Regions from separate parts of the Bicyclus anynana genome. Here region 1 is linked to region 2. The links are chromatin contacts, called in public Hi-C maps. All regions are on one chromosome and are shown on one strand. Each heading gives the region's core, a stretch centred on a gene start, on an enhancer-like site or on the middle of the called end of the contact. The rest is flanking DNA. Distances are from core to core; before and after follow the strand shown.

What was found. Hi-C and Micro-C count contacts between places; a contact is called where the count stands out from the background.
Region 1: a contact with region 2 is called in a Hi-C map of whole body, with 4 times the contacts expected there. The contact joins the enhancer-like site here to the promoter of LOC112055426 in region 2. A contact is called at or near these places in 2 of 2 Hi-C or Micro-C datasets (whole body and whole larva).

The regions. Positions count from the first base shown.
Region 1 is chr14:1,252,332-1,259,869 of ilBicAnyn1.1, reverse strand. LOC112055426 (amyloid protein-binding protein 2) reads right to left here. Exons shown (of 13, transcript XM_052885325.1): 6 at 7,136-7,312; 7 at 6,238-6,445; 8 at 5,615-5,773; 9 at 4,793-4,898; 10 at 4,124-4,269; 11 at 814-979; 12 at 1-287. Among protein-coding and RNA genes, the nearest start is that of LOC112055427, 23 kb to the left of the region's middle. Within about 2 kb of position 5,674, at least 5 of the 8 cell types and tissues checked have open chromatin away from gene starts, as enhancers often do.
Region 2 is chr14:1,192,192-1,199,366 of ilBicAnyn1.1, reverse strand. LOC112055426 (amyloid protein-binding protein 2) reads right to left here and starts at 3,975. Exons shown (of 13, transcript XM_052885325.1): 1 at 3,784-3,975. The coding sequence starts at 3,942. LOC112055430 (complement component 1 Q subcomponent-binding protein, mitochondrial) reads right to left here. Exons shown (of 5, transcript XM_024095547.2): 3 at 7,003-7,175; 4 at 6,297-6,385; 5 at 4,719-5,432. The coding sequence ends at 5,280.

The DNA.
Region 1 (7,538 bases), core at 4,425-6,924, 59 kb before region 2:
GTGCTGCAGCAGCACGTTGTAGTGCAGCCCGTGGTCGTGCCGCTTGAGCTGCGTGAACACGTGCACCAGCCCGCGGTAGTCGTACTCCAGCCCCGAGTACTGCTCGCCGACAGCTCCAGCCCTGCCCCGAGTGTGAGTCAAGTGCAGGCGTACCGTACCGTGCCAGTGCTGCAGCAGCACGTTGTAGTGCAGCGCGCGGTCGTGCCGCTTGAGCTGCGTGAACACGTGCACCAGCCCGCGGTAGTCGTACTCCAGCCCCGAGTACTGCTCGCCGAACAGCTTCAGACCTGCAACAGTTTGCGAGGTATCTTGTAAGGAGTTACACGTACCGAGGATAATTAACTAAAATACGCATGAGGAGTCTGACGCAATTTAAGAGGTAAATCTAATCTAGGATTTTCTGAATGTAGCTCGCCAATAGCTTTATTTGTGGCAAACAAATTCAATGGAATGGCATCAGACTCTGGAAAACATGGACACTACACGACATAGGCCTATTGTAGAAACTTCCAAATATCATAGTCCTGATCCGCCTGTCCTGCCACCCCTTACAACTAGCTTCATGTCTTCAGCCCACCAATTATGTCCGCTGCTGCAGAACCTCAATGCCTATTGGATCTCCAAGTTATGTGCCATCATCATTAAGCCGCATATACACTAATCGCTCCGACGTTTCACCGAAGTCCTGAAATGAGCCGAGGGGTAGCGTGTCCGAACTTCAGATCACATCGAGTTGTTTGACTCGGGCGCAAAACCGACAACGATCAAAAATGCGATATTTATGCCTAAACTATTATAATGCACGTGACTCACTGATGGATATGGATCGCAGGTAGAGCTGCTCGGCGGCGCGGTGCATGTTCATGTGGTAGTTGTAGAGCGAGGCGAGGTGGCCCACGCTCAGTCCCACCTCGTAGTCCTCCGCGCCCAGCAGCTGCTCCTTGATGGCGATCGCCTTCAGGTGCATCGTCTCCGCGTCCTGCGAACGTAACACTGTGTCTGTACTGCCTGTTGTTCATGCACGTGTCGGCGTGACTGAGTTATTCGATCGGTCGGCCGTGTCGTCATGAGCCGAGATAGTACGAAATGTTCCGTGAGTTACGTGGGAAGTAGTGGTAAGGTCGGCGGCCTAGCTCATTCTTGTCGTGATGTTCGATCCGTCCACAACTTTGATTAGATAACCCTTCATGGATTATTTTGGTATAGGCGGGGAGAATGACCTAAGTGGAGAAGGATGTTAACTAGTTTTAAAAGACGTCCTTAACCCTACATCCTTCGGTCACAAGTCCGGGATATCACTGAAGATTATTCTCTGCCATTCGAGGGTTTGTTTCCGACAGCCTTGTGCAGCGACTCCGACTCCTGCAGCAGAGCTGGTCCTGCTCACACACACTCACCTGGAACTTGTGCATGCTCTGGTAGAGGCGGCCGAGGTTGCCGTAGTGCTTGGCGGTCTGCACGTTCATCTCGCCGAACGCCATCATGCTCAGTGCTTGGGACTGCGTGGTAGGAGCAGAGAAGGAGGATATGAATGGTGGAATGATAAGTTGGATACCATGCGCAGGAAGGTCGGCCGCCTTCGCTGCAAATGGCTGAAAGCAAGAAGAGTAGGAGGACCGGAGGCAGAAAGGATAGGAAGCACGTATCGCGAGGAGCGCCGGAAATATCGACATCTTATGGTGGAGACGCAGAACAGCTACCACCTTCGGGCGGCTGAGTCGGGTAACGACGACCCCTATGGGCAAGCGTATCGGGTTGCCAGCGGGCGGTTTCGTCCTCCCGCTAACGTCATCAACGGCATCCGGTATGCGGACGGCCACCCGGGGAGTGTCGGTGAGGCCGTGGATAACCTGTTGCGCGCTCTGTGCCCGGACGACGATCCGTCAAGGGACTCTGCGTACCACAGGGAGGTCCGGATCGCGGCTTCTATTATACCGAACGGCTGCGACGCGTCTTCTCCCAGCCGTGATGTACTCGGAGGCATAGTTAGGTCTTTGCCTAACACGGCACCGGGGATCGACGGGATTACTGCACGAATGGTGAAGCGCGTATGGATTGTTGCGGCTGCAGAACTAGTGTATGTGATCAGTAAGTGCGTGCAAGAAGGGGTATTCCCCGACGTATGGAAGGATGGGAGGCTGATCGTGCTGCCGAAAGGCAACGGTAAGCCGATGACCGACCCGAAGGCATACCGCCCGATCACGCTCCTCCCTGTCTTTGGCAAAATTTTAGAACGAGTTCTTCTATGGTGTGCGCCCCAGATCGCCAGTGGGATCTCCCCCTGCCAGCATGGTTTTACACGGGGCAGGTCCACCGTTACGGCGTTGAACGAAATCCTAAGCACGGCAAGGAAAGTCTCGTCAAAATACGTTCAAGCAATTTTTCTGGACATCTCTGGTGCCTTCGACAATGCCTGGTGGCCGATGATTCTCCTCAAGTGCAAGCGAGGCGGCTGTCCACCAAACATCTACCGGATGTTGTCGGACTACTTCCGCGGAAGACGCGTGGGGATGTTCGTCGGTGATCGGGTGCAGTGGAAGGTATCTACAATGGGTTGTCCTCAGGGATCCGTGCTAGGCCCCACACTGTGGAACGTCCTGCTGGATGACTTGCTTCGGTTGCCGCTACGGGGGGGTGTCAGAGTTGTTGCGTACGCGGATGACGTCACTGTACTGATCGAGGCTGACTCCAGACGGGCGATCGAGTTGGCTGCGGCCGACTCCATCGCCCTCTTTGAGGACTGGGCACAACGGAACCGTCTCTCGTTCGCACCGCACAAATCCCAAATGGTGACGCTCAGAGGGAAGCTCCAGCGGGCTCCAGTAATCAAACTTGGCGGCGCGTCGATCAAGTCTGTGCGGCATACCGTTGTACTTGGCGTAACGATCGACTCAAGTCTGTCCTTCGCTGAGCATGCGCGATCGGTCGGAGAGCGCGCTGCGAACTGCTTCGGCAAGATTTCGCGGGTATCTACTACCTCATGGGGTGTTAGGTACCCTGCGCTGCGGATCCTCTACTACGGCACCTTTGTAGCGACGGTCGTGTATGCTGCGGCGTGTTGGGCTCAGAGGGCAACGCTCTACGTCGTTCGGACGACCCTTATCAGAGCCCAAAGGCCGGCCTTGGTTCTTCTGACCAAGGCTTACCGCTCGAACAGCGCCGCTGCGCTCGCCGTTCTGGCGGGCGTGTTGCCGGCAGATCTCGAGGTGATCCGTGCTGCCAGGCTGGATGCGGCGCGTAGTACCGCGGCCAAAGGGGAGTGGAGCAGGCGTAAGCTAGAAATCGGGTCGGCCATGACCCGCGAGTGGCAGGAGCGATGGGCGAATGAGACGAAGGGAAGTGAACTACGTCGATTTTTCCCGGACGTGGCTGGCCGACTCAGGGCGACCTGGGTCGCGCCGGACTATGAGACCTCGCAGGTCCTGACGGGTCACGGCTGCTTCCGGAAGCGCCTGCGTGACATGTGCCTCAGCGAGACTGGCGACTGTGTGTGTGGGCTGGCGGAGGAAGACCTCCACCATGTCCTGTGGGAATGCGGCGAGTACGAGGACCTCCGGAGTGCAATGTTGGAAGGGATCGTCAGAGAAGAGGCGGGACCGGTGTACTACCAGGATCTCGTTAGCTCGGCGGTCAACTTCGGCAAGCTACGGGAGTTCGCGCATCGGTGGCACGCGAGGCGGAGCGCTCTGGACCGTTGACCACCGGTCGAAGGTGATGCATGGACCGCGGCGGGCAAGCGGATCTCAACGTCGTGTGTCGTCCAGCCCCAGAAGGGGGAGAGTGAGTATCAAGGGACAAGGAGCGAAAAGAGAAAATAACTTGTAGGGAGTCAAGAAGGCGTCCCGGGAACACGCAAAGAGCAAGTACCGGGTTCGCCCTCCCTCGATTCGGCCCAAATTACCGAGAGGTTGAAAGGGCCATGGGAGGTGGTGGGTTGGTCCTGCTCACACACACACTCACCTGGAACTTGTGCATGCTCTGGTAGAGGCGGCCGAGGTTGCCGTAGTGCTTGGCGGTCTGCACGTTCATCTCGCCGAACGCCATCATGCTCAGCTCCAGCGCCGCCTTGTGCAGCGACTCCGACTCCTGCAGCAGAGCTGGTCCTGCTCACACACACACTCACCTGGAACTTGTGCATGCTCTGGTAGAGGCGGCCGAGGTTGCCGTAGTGCTTGGCGGTCTGCACGTTCATCTCGCCGAACGCCATCATGCTCAGCTCCAGCGCCGCCTTGTGCAGCGACTCCGACTCCTCCAGTAGACTTGGTTCTGCTGACAAACCAATTCATATATTTAGTAAGAATTAGCATTGCAGATCACAGTTCTAAGCAAATCCGTAACTTAAAGACAAACATAGACGGGATGGGTAGCAGCGACAGTGATTGTACCAATATTTTTTTGGTAGAGGAAACACCTCGAGCTGGTCCCAGGACTTGTGACTGTGGGTACACCCACGGTTTAAGGGATCAGATCAGGGAAGATTCTTTTACGAAACGAAACAAATACGTTCGGTCTGTTATCTTACCACTACATTAATAGCCAAACTAACTTCCAGTGGTGTTAACATACTACCAATGAGATAATCTCGTAAATAGAAATAGACAAATTTCAACTAATGGCGGTGCTCTTTTATTGCGTATTGAAAGAGATTGGGAGTACTATGTCATTATTGGTAGACATCTTGTCTATTTGTTTTCACTTAGTAGTATTTTAGCGCCACTGGAATACATCTATTCCAGGTAGTTCAAGATTTCTTATTCTTATAAGCAGTCAGTATTGAAAACAATTTTCTCGCCTCTCATGTCCTGTCCCGCGGGCGTGTCGAGTGCGATCTCTTCTAAGATGAGCGCCTTCACCCGCTTGGCAGACGCGAGCAACAAGTGGTCCGGCGGTACAAGGTTCTGAAAAAAAAAACACAATATATATAATTTTTGACGCAAATACTGTTTTACATTAGTGTCCGCAACTGGAGGCCAATCAGGATAGGTGCAAAGATATTGTTATATGAATGAGAACTGTGGCAGATTTCGCACGTTGGACAGAGGGACAGCGCCATTTTGAGGTCTTTGATTCAGACCAATTATAGAAGGACCTGTATCGCACTCATAGTCACGAACAAAATTGTCTGTCATTTTCCGAGGAAAACGAGCTTAGATTTGGTATATATCTTATACTAAATTAGAAGTTTGTGCCCATTTTTTACACCATTCAATTACACAAAAAGGTATTTTTACGGAGCTCTTTAACCGACGAACACCATTACAACTATGTAACACCGATTATATAGTTTTTATAATCGCATTAGATCGTTGATCATATACTTTGACAGAAAAGTAGCCGTTAGCGAAGCAGGTCCTATACAATAATTGGTCTGAGGTCTTTGAGTTATGTTCAAGAGAAATACCCAACCGTATCCATACCAAGGAGAGAAATCGCTAAGTTTGTTTGAGTATTCTCTATAAAAGACTAATTCTGTAGAAATCCATCAGCTGTGATGATGATGAAGACGGTGTGCGTTCCAGAACACAGCAACAGTCTTACTTTTTACTCAATGATTGTAGCACCGATGTACTCCGGTGGTGTTGGTCACTCCTGACCACCAGGCCGATGACGGTACCTCAATGATGCGTATGGCGCGCTCGGCGTGGTCGCGCGCCTTGTAGAAGCGGCCGGACGAGTACTCCAGCACGTAGAGCGCGTAAGCGAGGTCCTCCTGCGCCGTGGCCACGTGCAGGCTGCTGCGCCCGAACACGCGCCGCAGCGTGCTCAGCGCCTCCTGACAAACAGACCACAGGATTCAATCATATGGTAGATATCGCTAGCGCAGAGAAGCGCTGCTTCTGCCGCAGCAGATATGGCAGTTTTTTTTACTTTAAATCGATTTCTGACAGTACAAAAGAGTCCCAGTTGCGCCCTATATAATACGTAGTGCCACAAGGTTGTTTGTCGCCGAGTACACCAAACGATATCCCTTCACCATCGACGCCGGCCTAATTATGATCCCCATGGTGATCATACCGTGTCTCAGGCCACGGCAGCGTGGTCGATACTGCAATAGGTGATGCTAACGTCGTGCGCGTACCTCGTACACGACGACACTGTGCGTGATGGAGTCGATGTTGAGCAGGTAGAAGCCGTAGTCGATGAGCGCGTGCGCGTACCGCGGGTGCGCCGCGCCGAACGCCGCGCGCGCTAACGCCACGCCCTGCCGCACCAGCGCCCCGCCACACACGCACGTACCTCGTACACGACGACACTGTGCGTGATGGAGTCGATGTTGAGCAGGTAGAAGCCGTAGTCGATGAGCGCGTGCGCGTACCGCGGGTGCGCCGCGCCGAACGCCGCGCGCGCTAACGCCACGCCCTGCCGCACCAGCAGCCCCGCGGCGGAGAAGCGCCGCTTCACCACGCACGCCTTGCCGCACGCGCGGACTACTTCGATTGTGATCCTGTTCGACGTCAATGTGCCGGTGTAGAAAACATTCATAAAATATTTTTTCAAAAATGCGTGAGTGCTCGCAGGAGGCAAGGCCTATCACGTATTAATACTCGCCACACGCGGACCACACCCTAAACAATGCTGTTATACTATTTATTCATACAGCAAGCGTGAACTGAGCAAGTGTTAAAACGAGTTTGCTTCAGACCAAACGACTGAAGTAAAACTTCCATCAAAAATAAAGTAATACATGAAAGAGAAACTTAAAAATAAGCAGCAGACAGTAAGCGCCATCTTTCTTGTCGGAATTGCTTTACTTCACAAGCTACTACCAGTTAGTTCATAACTATGTTGTTATAAGACTAAACGGATTCGCTGGGCTTATTTGTGTTGTGTCGTAGTTTAGCTCTGTTACTACAGATGGCGCTTTTAAAACTTAACTTTATGTCATTTCGCTTTTGACTAGCTTACTGTCCAAGTTAGTTAGTAAAGAAGTTTTAGTTCAAAAAGTAACTATAAGATGGCGTTATACTCCGTACCAAAAGAGCTGGGCGTATGCATTGCTTTAAAGCGTTCTATTTTCTTCCTGCAAAAACGGTCGGCGGGCACACTCAAAAAAAGTTTGTCACCCCTGCTTTGCCCAACGAAAGGTCAATGCCCTTTTGTAAGGCGATCGTCCAGTAGTCCGGCGCGCACTCACTTGGGCGGCGTGTGCGGTGTGAGCAGCGCCAGCGCGTGCATGCTCCAGGCGTGCGCGGCGCTGTAGTCGCAGCGCACGAAGAACAGCGCGCTGAACTCCTTGCACAGCAGCGCCAGCAGCGCCGAGCCGCCCCACGCGCCGCACGCGCCGCACCACTCCTCCGCGCACGCGCCCGCCCTGCCGACGACCACTGATCTCGATCAAACACATACTGCACCAATTTTTTTTTGTATTTGCTATAAAAGTACATTAAAATTTTCTTTTTAAATATGACCAATATTCCCATTCCCCTCCAACTAGTCGAGAAAGACTGTATTAAGAGTCGGTACGACAATAGACCAACGGGGCGGAGATTGAACCTCCACCCTATTATTATTAGAGACCACCTCCACCCTATTATAAT
Region 2 (7,175 bases), core at 2,726-5,225:
TATTAGTATATTGTTCGAATAGTATAGTTTTTTTGAGCCTAGTTTATTATGTAGAAATACTAAACTAGTTGAAAGAAATAAAATAAGTCTGCTGGGGAATAAGTCAATTTTGACACACTTAATTTTTACCGCCCCTCATTTCGCCGCTCTGGCAAATGTCCCGCTTGCACCAATGAAATATGGTCAATTAGCCGCTTTGTTCGCCTCAGTTTTGACGGGTTAGTGACAATCTCTATTAAAATATCTTTAGTTGCTTACGAATATATGAATAATAGTGATTACGAATTCATCTCGAAATTCTCTTTCCGAAGGAATGCATTCGTTGAAACGATCGGCTCGCAAAGATCGAGCTGCCGAGAAAGGCTTTTGTCATGCAGATGGGCCCGTTTATCGAAAGTGCTTGTGCACTCTGAATACTGATAAATTAGTTCGCCCATTAACCTCTCGGTTTCTCCTGCCTCGTTTGAATGTTCTCGTTTATTCTGGCTCTCTGTGACAATTACTTTTAAGTTTGGAAATTATCTTATACCCCTACTTGATGTTATCAAAAAAACAAATAAAATTAGAAATTCATTTTTAATTACGTAGGTAGAAAACGCATATTATTTCATAACTTATTTATTTTAAATAATGTATCGTTTGTTTATAAAATGTTAATCAAAATATATTAACTATATTTGATTGTTCTAAGCTTATTAATAGATTTATTTTTATTAATTAAAAAGAACATGTTAATTATAATTACTATTAGGTGTGAAATGACTAGCGATTAATACACTCATTATTAATTTGTTTGTTGGTAAACAGTACACATTGAGTAGGGCTTTACTGATTTTTTAAAATAATTTATAACAAAGTATATTGCAATCGACTCTATTATCTTCTTGTTTCCTAGTCCTTTTCCGCACTTTATTATAATGTAGAATATATTACATAAGTGTATGTGTTAGTTTCTTGGGTCAGAAGCCCAACAAGACCAGTGAAAATTAGGTGTAGGTCAGACGGCTTTACATGCTCTCTGAGGCACAGTGATATTCTTGCAAGTAAAAAAACGGTGTTTTTGTTTTTTTTTTTACCCAGAATTCAAACCCTGGATGTCAATTGCCTAATCTGCTAACCATGAGACCATTGAGGCAGTTGTAAACAATATTACAAACAACATATAACTCAAAAGTCAAAAGTATACTTGTATGTAATAAGTATATATAACTCCGACCAGACAAGGCCTGTAGATTGTGCAACAATTGATGCATAGCCCGCTCTTTGTTGCACCAATCATACCAATAAAACTTGCTCACACCTCCAGTGAGGTTCCCTAACATATTAATAGGCACCCAGAAATAGAAAATTTATTCATGACCACTCAAACTTTGTGTATGTGATACTTATGACGAGTCAGACGACAAAACTATGAACCAGGTAGTGAGGTGGTCTTCTTGTATGATTTGTTTATTAAATAAAAAAATTTACAAAATCAAAACAGTTTCTTTTTTCACCACTAATAAAGAAGTGGTAGAGTTGTCAGACAATTTTCATGGGGAATATTTGTTGTCCGATGCACCAAAGTCTGGAAGATATCTTGGAAGGAAAATACCCACTGCCTTGGTTTGCCTCATACATAGTTTTTGTCTTATTCTACTTGAATGATTATTGTTAACAATTGGCTCACTGTTGAGCAAAAGTCTCCTCTCAGAATGAGAGAGGTTAGGCTAATAGTACACCACACTGGCCTAATGCAGATTAACAGACTTCTCGTACAGTTTCCTTACAATATTTTTAATTCACTATTTGAAGACTGATATTTATTTATTACAACTGATATTTATTTTGTTAAAATGCACACAACTGAAAAGATGCCCCAGACTGGATTCCTGGAACCTCCAAATCAAAGGCAAATATCCTACCCACTGGGCTAAATACCAGCCCGCCGGCTCAGTGGATACAAAATCTGCATCATGAATTCATGAATATTTTTTTTTCTGGGATTAAGGTGAGGACTCTATGTGTGTGTTAAGTCTGCCAATCTGCATTGGGCCAGCGTGGGGGACTATTGAGCTTCTTGTGCTGTAAACAAAATATGGGTTGATAATGATGATGATATAGCCTTACCCAGGGCTTAAACTGATCTGAAGTCATTGTCAACCCATATTCGGCTCACTTCTGTGCTTGAGTCTCTTATCAAAATGAGAGGGGTTAGGCCACTAGTCCACCACACTAGCCCAATGCGGATTGGCAGACTTCACACACACAGAGAATTAAGAAAATTGTCTGATATGCAGGTTTCCTCACGATGTTTTCCATCACTGTTTGAGACACATGATATTTAATTGCTTAAATTGCACACAACTGAAAAGTTGGAGGTGTATGCCTCGGACTGGATTCAAACCCACACCATCCAGAATCTGAGGCAGAGGTCATATCCACTGGGTTATCATGGCACACATGATCTGAAGTGGCATAGGCTAACCACTGGCCCAACAAGCAGTTTTACATTGTTTTCTTGTTTTAGAGTTCTGTACTCAAAGAGTAAAACGGGCACCTATTATTGATATGCCTCTGTCTGTCCATCTTTAAGTCTGTTACCTGGCTTTATCTAGTGAACTATGATAGACAGTTTCATAGATGATGTATTTATGTTATCAGATACTAAAAAAATATATTTTAGGGACAATACAGGAAATGACAAAGCAGAAAATTTTCTGTAGTTTTTAAGATAATGGTACAGGACCCTTCCTGCGAGAATACAATTTGCACTTGGTAAATTTTTTGAAATATGTTGTTAAATTTTAAAATGTAACAATCTAAAAGTTTATAGATCATAAAGATACAGTATTTATGTCTTAATTAGTTTGTTGTAGGCATACACTGTAGCACAGTCATCATTGTTTTTGTTATGATATTTACCTAAACATTATTGGAACAGTTAGGTACATTCTGTGAATCTGAATTATGTAAAGAGGAAAACTAAATAGCTTATTAAAATACATTGTTTTGTTGAAATGGAGAAATAAAGGAATCTTCTACCAATTTTACTGAGACATACTATAAAATTTATGATTCAAAAAGAGGTAAAGTTTGTAAATCTGTATCTAATGAACTTTTTATACACTAGAACCACAACATCAATGTAAAATCTACTGAGTATTTTAAAAACATTTCATATTGTTTCTTACACTCGTCTTTCCCTTGTTCTTAGGCTAAAAGATATTATGAAAATTCTTCATTGCTAAGTGTGCATTTACCTACATTACAAATAAAAATCACTATTTACAAGTTTATTCACCTTTTAGTTACTAAATAAAGGCTAGGAGGAGGTAGTTTAGTACGTTTATTACACTGTTATCTACATAATATTTTTACTTACAAATGACTTTAATTATGCTATTAAAATAATCTCTGTTTTAACATTGTACTATGTGTAAACGTCCAAACAATATGGTTACAGTGGAACACAATGATACTTTGTGGACGCTATCGAGGTGTATAATGTATAAATACAAAAGAGAAAGGGTTTTAATATTAAATAAACACAAAACGCGATGGGTTTCGCAACAAAGAAACGATGTGATCCGACGATCTGTGATGTGATCAATCTTGCAACAGTGAAAGTGATCGCTCACACTCGCGCACTGCCCACGGCATGACCGTGAACCCAAAACGAGGAAAAATATACAAATACACACAATAAACTGCCTCAAAACCGAATAAAACACGTGAAAATGCAAAATCAGATATGCTAACGGTGTATTTTTACTGTATGAGCAGATAAGAAGTTGCACTTACCTTGTAATACACATCCATGAGGATGGTGTCCGGGAGAGATCGCAAATCATTCCGTTCGCACTTTGATTTTTGTATGTAGTTCACTAAATTGGTTAAGCACACCTCGTATAAATTATCGGGTATTTTTTTCACACGCACCGACGTCGACGCGTCAGCCATTTTGCCGAGATAAAATAAAACTCAGCTGATTTCACTTCGCTCGGCGTGTTGACACATTGACATTTTCACCAAACTTGCCAAGCGATCGTACGATGTTCATGTTGGATACGAAGCATTTCATTGGTTGGCCAAAAATATAAACAATCCGCGATTGGTCCGACCGAATTTCAAAATGGTGACTAAAGCAAATTGAATCTATTCTATCAAAATTTTGGGGGTCATGTGATAAGGAACAAAACACTCATTATCAAGTGCACTCTTAACGGGTGCGAAAGAGACCAACAAGTTTACAAATAGCCAATTGGGCGTTACAGATATTGTAACAGCTGATTGTCTTGGATGCGGGAATTTTGATTTGAACTCCGTTTATTTTTAGTTTACCCTATCGCGTATTAGAACTCGGCTTCATTCGTATACATTTAACACCAATGATAATTAAATACGGTTGTTTTTCTATACTTCTGATCCCAACGAAACAATACTTTAAACTGTGTCCATCGTGAAAACCGCATGAAAATCCTTTCAGTACCTCAAGAGATACAATGAACAACCAACAGATTATAAATTTTACTAAACTCTACAATAATTATTATTTTATCTTTCGGGCTGTTTAAGTTCATTTATCATAATCTTAAACGGCCCACTGCTGGGTCAGGACTCCCCCATTATAGGAGAAGTTAAATGGAGCTTATGTCCACCACTCTGCTCCCAATTCTTTGATGATCATTTTTATAAGTTGGTTAAAAACTAGTTAAAAAGGAAAAAAAAGCGACACAAAACTTGAATATCATTTATTCAGAACTAAAACACAATTAACACTAAACAACAACAGTGTTGTTATAAACTAATCATTCTTTAAAGCTATCCTAGAGGAAAATAAATGCTGTTTTCCCTTTACATTTTGTTGTTAACATAAATTCGCCAATCTGTGAAACCCAAAGAAACAAAGTTGTATAAAACAATTAAAAATAAAAAGTAAACACTATACTGTACAGGATTATGGCTACGTAATTAACTTATATTATTTATGGCAGTTGTCAGTTATTATAACACTTTTGAACAACTTAAAATCAACTTTCAAATTATTTTTTTAACAAACAAAAAATAAAATTTGATATCCATTATGCATTTATGAAAAGTATTAACTTTTTCCTATTTCCATTTAACCGTGAGATTACAAAATACAATTATTGCTTTATTAGATTACAAAATAAAACGAATTTTTATAATACACTGCACCAACAATGTAGGAATACATGTTGAAGTCAAAAACAAACTATTTTTTAGGGTGTCACAGATAATCTTTGTCTTGTACTAAAATTTAAAAAATAAATTGTCTATTGCTTGCCAATAGTAAACTTGGAGATGCTTTCGAGGAGGTTTATGTATGCAGTGTGTTCATATGCCGTACTAAAATCTGACAACTTTTGCACAAACTCATTGCTAACACCTTTCTCTTCTAGAAGATTCATCAGAAGATCGTAGAGGTACTGAAAGAAAAGGATTCCCCAGGTTAATTTCCACTATATGGTTTATTTCAAGACATAATATTGTTATTTTTACAAAAAAAAAAATATTTACACAAAAAATAACTTAAATAAAATAAAATTTAATTAAAGTTTAACAATTAATTTCTCACCAGAAGAAATTAATTAAATAAAGAAAAGTAAAAACAGATAAATTAGAAGAAAAAAAACTGTTTAGACTTTTAAATTTGTGTAAGACTGGGATACTAAAATTTTGATAAGTGAGTTTGTTTTAAAAAAAAATATTATCGTTAATCTTCAAATATAATATAGAATATACTGTTGTATGTATGCATCATTTACAATATTTAATAACTGTTCAAAAATACTTAGAACTGAAATATATGACAAAATGGTAAAATAATATTGTAGCATTTCTGTGAATACACCCACCATACAAGGGGGGAATAAACTTCACTTCTATGCATATTTTATACCCCATATTTGGCACTTGAAAACCTACCGTAAAGTGTAGGGCAAGTATGGCGTATGGGGACATGGGCAGGATTCGAACCTGGAACCTGACGCGAGTACCACACCAGTGTTACCACTACTCCACGAGAGTCATACGGGAACATAGCGAAAAAGTTCTACATATAAATATTTGGTTCAACCATTGATAACATTTGTATCTTATTGGTTCTATAAAATCAACTCTAATTTCAAGAATTAAAGTATAATAAAATAAATTAGTTTTTTTTCAAAGGATATGGAAATTCCATTTTTTTATAGTATGTCAAAATTAAGTAAGTAACTTATAAAGTAATTAAATTTTTGATTACTTTTACTAAATAATTATGTATTAGCTTTTATTTTAATAATACTTACTCCATCGAGCACGTCGCCGGCGACAGCGTATACTTTCTCGCTCCACTCTCCTTTGTATAATGTCACCTCATCGATGCCAAATATGTCATCTGGAATAGAGCATCATATTATATTATTTATTGTAAAATGGGGCCGCAGTAGCTGGCAAACAACAGATCTGCCAGAAGGCTGCTTGATTATAGGTTGTAAAATATGGGGTTAAAACCTAGGACAACAAATAACATGGGTGGTGGTTATAGACTTATCTCACTTAGCCTTCTTAGGTCTCAGTGGTTGGAAAATGAGATGGGCACCACTAGATATCTAGAGATGAAAGTAAAACAACTGTCAAGCAATACCAACAGAATCTAAAAGATGTCACCCTTTCTATTCTATGGGACAAAGGAGTGAGATGAGTTTTTGGTGTATTGGTGTAATCTATTACAATTATGCTGTTATTTATTACAATAATATGTTATAACTTTTTAAACTATAAATATAAAAATACAATCTGCATTTTTGTGTGCTGGGTATATTATTTGTTGATCCAGTAGGTATGTAACTTAATTAATGCTGCTGAAAGTGGTATAGCATTATAACTATAAGATTCTGGGTTCAATTTCAAACTCTGGAATATTCAGTTCATACAATGAATTAAAAATATTTGTCCTATAAGAATTCCTCAAATTTTTTTTTATTCATTTTTACAATTTCATAATTCACTTACTGTACTCATCAGCATTAGTAGATGGAGGTTCCTGCAGGAAAGAGCAAGTGAAGCCCAGTGTGGTGTCCCCTCTCACCAGGTCCACCTCAAACTGTGGCTTGGAGCGCATCTCGGAGAACTCCTGTTTCTCTGGCTGTGCATCCTCACCAAAGTCCTCAGTGTCGACAGTATGG